2 separate regions of the Sus scrofa genome follow, and region 1 is linked to region 2. A link is a contact called in public HiChIP or PLAC-seq data. All regions are on one chromosome and are shown on one strand. Each heading gives the region's core, a stretch centred on a gene start, on an enhancer-like site or on the middle of the called end of the contact. The rest is flanking DNA. Distances are from core to core; before and after follow the strand shown. Region 1 holds the start of BOD1 (biorientation of chromosomes in cell division protein 1). Region 2 overlaps CPEB4 (cytoplasmic polyadenylation element-binding protein 4).

The links. HiChIP or PLAC-seq counts read pairs in DNA pulled down with a chosen protein or histone mark.
Region 1: an H3K27ac HiChIP or PLAC-seq map of skeletal muscle shows a contact between it and region 2. The contact joins the promoter of BOD1 here to the enhancer-like site in region 2. A contact is called at or near these places in 30 of 47 Hi-C or Micro-C datasets (adipocytes, adipose tissue, alveolar macrophages and 15 more) and 2 of 2 datasets of contacts at active chromatin or transcription factors (alveolar macrophages and skeletal muscle).

Annotation. Positions count from the first base shown.
Region 1 is chr16:50,733,200-50,736,272 of Sscrofa11.1, reverse strand. It overlaps BOD1 (biorientation of chromosomes in cell division protein 1), which reads right to left and starts at 1,763. Exons shown (of 4, transcript XM_003483847.4): 1 at 1,309-1,763. The coding sequence starts at 1,548. It overlaps LOC102164818 (a long non-coding RNA gene), which reads left to right and starts at 1,803. Exons shown (of 11, transcript XR_002339638.1): 1 at 1,803-2,061; 2 at 2,467-2,622.
Region 2 is chr16:50,452,517-50,455,942 of Sscrofa11.1, reverse strand. The region is part of intron 2 of CPEB4 (cytoplasmic polyadenylation element-binding protein 4); the gene reads left to right. Among named protein-coding and RNA genes, the nearest start is that of CPEB4, 45 kb to the left of the region's middle. Within about 2 kb of position 1,637, at least 8 of the 83 cell types and tissues checked have an H3K27ac peak or open chromatin away from gene starts, as enhancers often do. A contact at or near this core is called in fetal liver, liver and skeletal muscle, where this site is marked.

The sequences.
Region 1 (3,073 bases), core at 514-3,013, 280 kb before region 2:
CAGTCAGTGCTGGGAAAGGTGAAAGCTCTGTCAATATGTACCTGGGACTCTAAAGTAAGGAAAAACTCATTTCAAGGATAGCACTTCTCCTTGAGTGGTTTTTTTTGTTTTTTTTTGTTTTTGTTTTTGTTTTTCTTTTTTTTCCTCTTTAGGGCCGCACCTGTGGCGTGGTTAAGTTCCCAGGCTAGGGGTCGAATTGAAACTACAGCTGCCGGCCTACACCATGGCTCACAGCACTGCTGGATCCTTAATCCACTGAGCAAGGCCAGGGATCAAACCCACATCCTCTTGGATCCTAGTTGGGTTCGTTAACTGCTGAGCCCATGAAGTCATGAAACTCCCTGCTTGAGTTTTTAAATCATGGAGAATTAACAGTATACACCACTTACTATCTTTACTAGCCGGTCTATGTGTCAGTTTTCTACTTTAGAATACAAGCTTTGCTTCTTCCTGTATCCACAAACCCCGCCAATAAATGTTTAATGGGTAAACAGACTAGGTCCTTCCCTATCTTTAAGGCCCAGTTTTTAGCCCGCAATTTTTTTGTGAGGTGGGCAAAATATTTCCACACTAGGCTCAAACAGGAGAAATCACCTCCCCAGAAGAACCCATTCAGTAAGAGAGCTTCTATATCTACACCTATAACTCTTGTAAGAGAAGCTTCTGAAAAGGGAGAAAATGAACGTTTCAGCAACTATCATACATCTGACACTTAACACACATGACTTCACTGACTACACATGAACCTTGGCAAAAAGGCAAAGTGAGAAACAGCATTGTTACTCTATGCCATTAGGATCTAAAGTAGCACCAAGTCCCTTTTAATCAATAATAAAGGCCAAAACACAGGTGTTGGTCTACAACAATGTACCTTAATTAAATGCATACTGAAGTCTGCACTGACCTGGAAAGGGTACAAATAACTATTATAGGCTGACGACTGTGCGTTCAAACCATTCAGGCTTACTCACTTGGCTCTCTCATCGCTGTTCTTAACATATTGAGATTTGTTACTGAGAGGCTTAAAGGGATCCCATCTTGGGAAAGACAGGGTCTAGGATGGAAAACCGGTATTGCATCCCCAAATTCAGAGTAGCAGCTGGCCTAAGTCGCACAGAATTGTTATGGGGTTGGGAGCTGAATCCACGTGGGCATCCCTCAGAAAGCTTGCTGTACTGCCCCAAGCAGTCTCCTCGCTGCTGAGATTTTTAAGGTACCTTTTATTCTGCTTTGGAAAAGTGAAGCTGCAACCCCGATGGCCTCACGCCCAGCCCACCCGGCCCCCGTTAGCCCAGGCGCCTCAGCTACCTTGGTGTCCACGTCGGCCAGGCAGTCCCGGCGGAAACTGTCAAACAAGCCCCGGCTCTTGAGCTGCTCCACGATGAGAGCGATGAGCTGCGGGTCGCCGGGAGGCAGCGAAGCCGGGTTGATGGGGCCGCCGCTTCCGCCAGCCCCCGTCGCGCCGGTCGCCGCCCCCGCCGAGGCCTGGCCCGAGCCGCCGCCGCCCACCGCACCGGTGCCCCCGCTGCCGCCGCCACCGTCCGCCATGGCTGTGCCCCTGGCCCAGGAAGGAGACCGAACACGGCCTCCTCTCAGGGACAGAGGGCCTGGGTCGGGTACAGGTGGCAGAGGGGCCAGAGAAGGCGGCGGTGGCGGCGGCGAGGGTGGGAGCGGCGGCGGGAGGGGTGGCGCCGGCACGTTGGGAGGCAGCGGCGGCGGAGGGAAAGGCGGCAGAAATCGCCCTCCCCATTCCGGGCGCTCTTCGGATGACGTCGCCGCTGACCTTTGCATTGTGGGGCGGGAGGTTTACCTGCAGTCAGCGCCGGCTTTCTTATACGCAGAAGGCTGGCCAAAGAAAACTACAACTCCCGGCAGCCTCCAGAATGCCATCTCCAGTTTGCGAGGCAGTACGGGACTTGAAGGCTTGGGCCCTCGCGATTGCTGTAGCCTGGGCTGACTCTTCTCGCCCGGTTACTGCCACCTGGTTCTAAATCAGCACGTCCCCAAAGTGCCTGAGTATAAGAAGTGTCTGCCAGGCTGATTGAAAGTGTAGAATAACAGGTTTGTCCCTTAGAGATTCTCATTCAGTGTTTCTGGGTCGGGGCCTAGGAATCTGTGTTTTTAACATGTATTCCCGCACCCTTGAACAATATGGCCCGGGAAATGTGGGAAGCAGTGGACTAGTCAGATTTCTTTTATTTAAAAATGTATGGGGTTTCCTCCCCCGTCCGTTCTGATTTTAATAGAAATTCATACTTATTTTAGAAAATTGAAAAATAACCGGAAAATGTGCGGTGGAAATGTCTCCCTGATTCTCTATTTTATGTGTATTTCCTTCCAGATATTAAATATTGTCAGTAATAATAATAACAAACTGATATTGAGTAATTGGAATATTCCAGGCATGATGCTAAGTACTTTACACACACAATCTAAAAAGCATATATTATTTTTGCTATTTTACAGGTGAAGAAACTGAGGCACAGAGTTAGTTTATTGCCCTAATCACAAAGCTACAGGTGGAAGAGGAGGGTTTGAACTCAGATTTCCTGAATCCAAATCTTGGTGATGTTTAACCTAAGGTGTACTACATCCTGAGAGCTAGCTGTCCTCATACTCTAGGTAAGGCTTCTTCCTAATTTATCTTTTTTTTTTTTTTTTTTTTTTTTTGGAGCCACAATTCACCATTGGAGCTGTCACTGCATCCTCTTTTCCTTTCAGCCTTTTGTCCCCTGTTGAAAATTCCTGCCTGGATCCTGGCAATTCTGTTTGCTATTATTTCCTCGTCTTATATAAGCAGTGGATGAGGATGTAAATAATAAATTCTTCAATATCCTTGGCTCCTGGGAAGAGGCATAATAGACACAGATCTGAGATGCTTTCCATTTCACGATTTATTATTTAAGAAAGTTTAACCCTCAAAATGAATATCCAGGTGTTCATCCTTTAACTCGAGCTCAATCTTCCTCAAAGGTTAAGTTAATGACCAACATTCTCTCTTAATACTTCACCATCCTGGAGATGACCTAATGACTCTTCCTCCTAATTGACCCCACACTTATCACTCATCTTT
Region 2 (3,426 bases), core at 388-2,887:
TATATGTGCTAAAGATTTATGTGGAAAAAACACAAAACAAGGGATTATGATGAATTGCAAAAATTGCGATTGAACATTCTTTCATGTCTCTTATTAAGATAGAAAACAGGAAACTTTATTTACTTTTAAATGAAGTCCCTTTGCATCTTACATCCATTCATCCTTTTCTTAAAACTGAAAGTAAAAGCCTAATATATTGTGTTGCTTTATATTCATTATTCAATTTTAAAACTTTAAGGGCTTTAAAACCCTTAAAGGAGCTTTCCAGGAGCTTTCTTTCCTGTTCATTATCAATAGTCTATTCAAGCTTGTAAAAACCTTCAGAAAGGTGATTAATTAGCTACCCTATTTTGCTTCAACTATAATTTTCAGAGCTTTTTCTTCCAAGCCTCTGTTGAATTGAAAACCATTTTGTTTTGTTTGAATAAAAATATAAAAGAGCCGTTTCCTCTCTTTCTCGCGTGCACATTTGAATTTGATATGATTTTTATTGTATAACCTGTTTTGAAATTTTCAAGCAATTTCAGAGCTTTCTGGAAAGAAGTGGGAATTTAAAATCCTAAATAAACAAAAAGAAGAAAGATTCAAAGTAGTTTCTCTAGCTTCAACAGTCTATAATATTGGAATTTGTATTTTATAAATATAAAAAGGGCTTATTTATCCAATGGATCAGACTGCTTTCTTTCTTCCCCTTGTGTGTGCTCAGTCGTCAGTTTTCATACTATGCAGTTATATTCATGTTCCACTCATGACTTTTAAAAGGCCTTGCCAGTATAATTCAATAAGTAACAATTGCTTATTCTAGGAAATTGTTGCTTTGTTATTAGTTGTAGAGATGTTTTGAGGGGCATTCTTGGGGAAAATCCTTGGATTTTAAAGGTTTTAAAAAAACAAACTTTCGGGAGTTCCCGTCGTGGCGCAGTGGTTAACGAATCCGACTAGGAACCATGAGGTTGCGGGTTCGGTCCCTGCCCTTGCTCAGTGGGTTAACGATCCGGCGTACGCAGCTCGGATCCCGTGTTGCTGTGGCTCTGGCGTAGGCTGGTGGCTACAGCTCCGATTCGACCCCTAGCCTGGGAACCTCCATATGCCGCGGGAGCGGCCCAAGAAATAGCAACAACAACAACAAAAAGACAAAAAAACAAACAAACAAAAAAAAAAAAACTTTCTAGCTACCTTAGGATACTGTATTAGCTTGCTAGGACTGCCATAACAAGTACCATCGACTGTGGCTTAAACAGAAATTTATTTCCAGTCTTGGAGGCTGAAATTCTGAGATCAAGGGTGTCAGCAGGGTCGATTCCTTCTGAGGCCTCTCTCCTTGGCTTATAGATAGCTGTCTTTTCCCCTCTGTGCATGTCTGTGTTCTAATCTCTTATAAGGACACAGTCATATTGGATCCAGGCCAACTCCAGTGACCTCGTTTAACTGTAATCACCTCTTTAAAGACCTTATTTCAAATAGTCACATTCTGAGGTTCTAGGGGTCAGGACTTCAGCTTATGAATTTTGCGGAAGGAACACTATTCGTCCCATAACAGTTACCTTTTCCTAGTTAATTTTATGTAGTAGGACTATAGTTAGAATATCTAGTTTATGCTTATGAAAAGCAAGCCTGCAACGCACTCCGTTTCTCAGCTAAGTCAGAAAGGAATGCTGAACATAGGCCAGGCTTTACCTCATATTCCTCTGGTGTGTCTTGGTTTAGCTCTGAAACAAACATCAGATTAAATGATTAACTTTCCTTTTACCTGACTTGAAGCTTTGTTTTGCCCCAAAAAACTAACATTCAGCCACCACCTCTGTATAAAAAGTGCTTGTGCACGGTATTTTGTGCATGGTATTTTTTTCCCCAACCTCTCATTTCACTGCTTTAGCCCTTAGGATTAGCTGCTTCAAAAATAAACCTTGTGACAGGGAATGTTACATAACCGTAAAATATATTATGTTTTAACAGATGCATGTATGTATGTCCTATCCTGTACGGATGTCTTTCACTTAGAGGCATCAGCTAAAATATTTGCTGTCCCAGAAGAGGAGATTAGTAAGAGATCTTTTAAAGGGTAGCAGGGAGCAACATCTCTTAATTATAGTTCTTTGTAAAGAAAGAGAGAAGATTGTTTGCTTAAGGCGGGGTGGGGACAGATATCTATGAAAAGGAGGGTATAATTTACCCAAGAGAAATGTAGATTATAGTTTCTTACTGAAAATGTATGTAATATGGTTCTAGTTACTACAGTAAGGAACGAGTTGAAAGATCCCTTCATGAAAAAGATAATATGCAGACATACTGTAAGTGGTAAAGTGCTCTACAGTCATTAGCTTTGGAATAGTAATGAAAAGCTGAAAGTAACTGTTGAAGACCAACCTAAGAATATACATATGAGTTCACTCTTGAGGAAGGGAGAAAATTATTATTTACTGAGCCTATGGCTGTCTAACCATCATACATACATGTAGTATCTTTTGTTTTGTTTTGTTTTGTTTGCTTTTTCGGGAAGGGGAGTTGGGCGCACCTAAGGCATATGGGGGTTCCCAGGCCAGGGGCTGAATTGAAGCTGTAGCCTCTGGCCTACGCCACGGCCACAGCAATGCCAGATCCGAGCCCCCTCGTCTTTGACCTATAACCACAGCTCATGGCAACGCTGGATCAAACCCTCTGAGAGGGGTCAGGGATCAAACCTGCGTCCTCATGGTTACTAGTCAGATTCGTTTTCCACTGAGCCACGACCAGAACTCCATACATGTAGTATCTTTTGTTATTCTCTCTTCATTTCTCTATTTTTATAAATAAGAAATGGGGGCTAGAGATATACAGAAATTAGAGTTAAATTCATTTTCTACCCTTCTGTAAGGTAGCTCTCATATATTTGTTATATCTTACCAACATTCTTTATATCTTACCAACAAGCTAGTATAAACACAATGTGACATGAAGAATTCTGCTAAGCATACATCTAAAATAATTCCGTGACAATGACCCCATTAATAAATTAGGAGGTGATTTATAAAATCATTTAAAATGATTCTTTGCATCTTCGTTGAATTGTATATCTTGGTCTTTGTGATGATTGTCTGCTGTTTGGTTATACCACCTTTATTCTTTTGCTGACAGTTTAATTCCTTTTAGCTTCCAGCCTTTGATTCATGTCTTTTTAACTGACTTACTAACTTACTAATTTGACTGTGTATTTTGGGGAGTCCTACTGGAAAAATCAGTTATTAGATAACATCTTTTAGTTTGAACCCTCACCCCTCTCCCCTTTTTCAAGTAGTGTTGCTATCTGCCTTTTCCACATGGAGGCAATGAGATGGAGAGCCTGAGGTAGCATGAGCAGGATCAGTCTTTCATTGCCCACTAAAAGCTAGGCACAATTTATTCCTCGTGGCCTAAATCCTGTTCTTTACAGAATTGATTAAAGGCCCT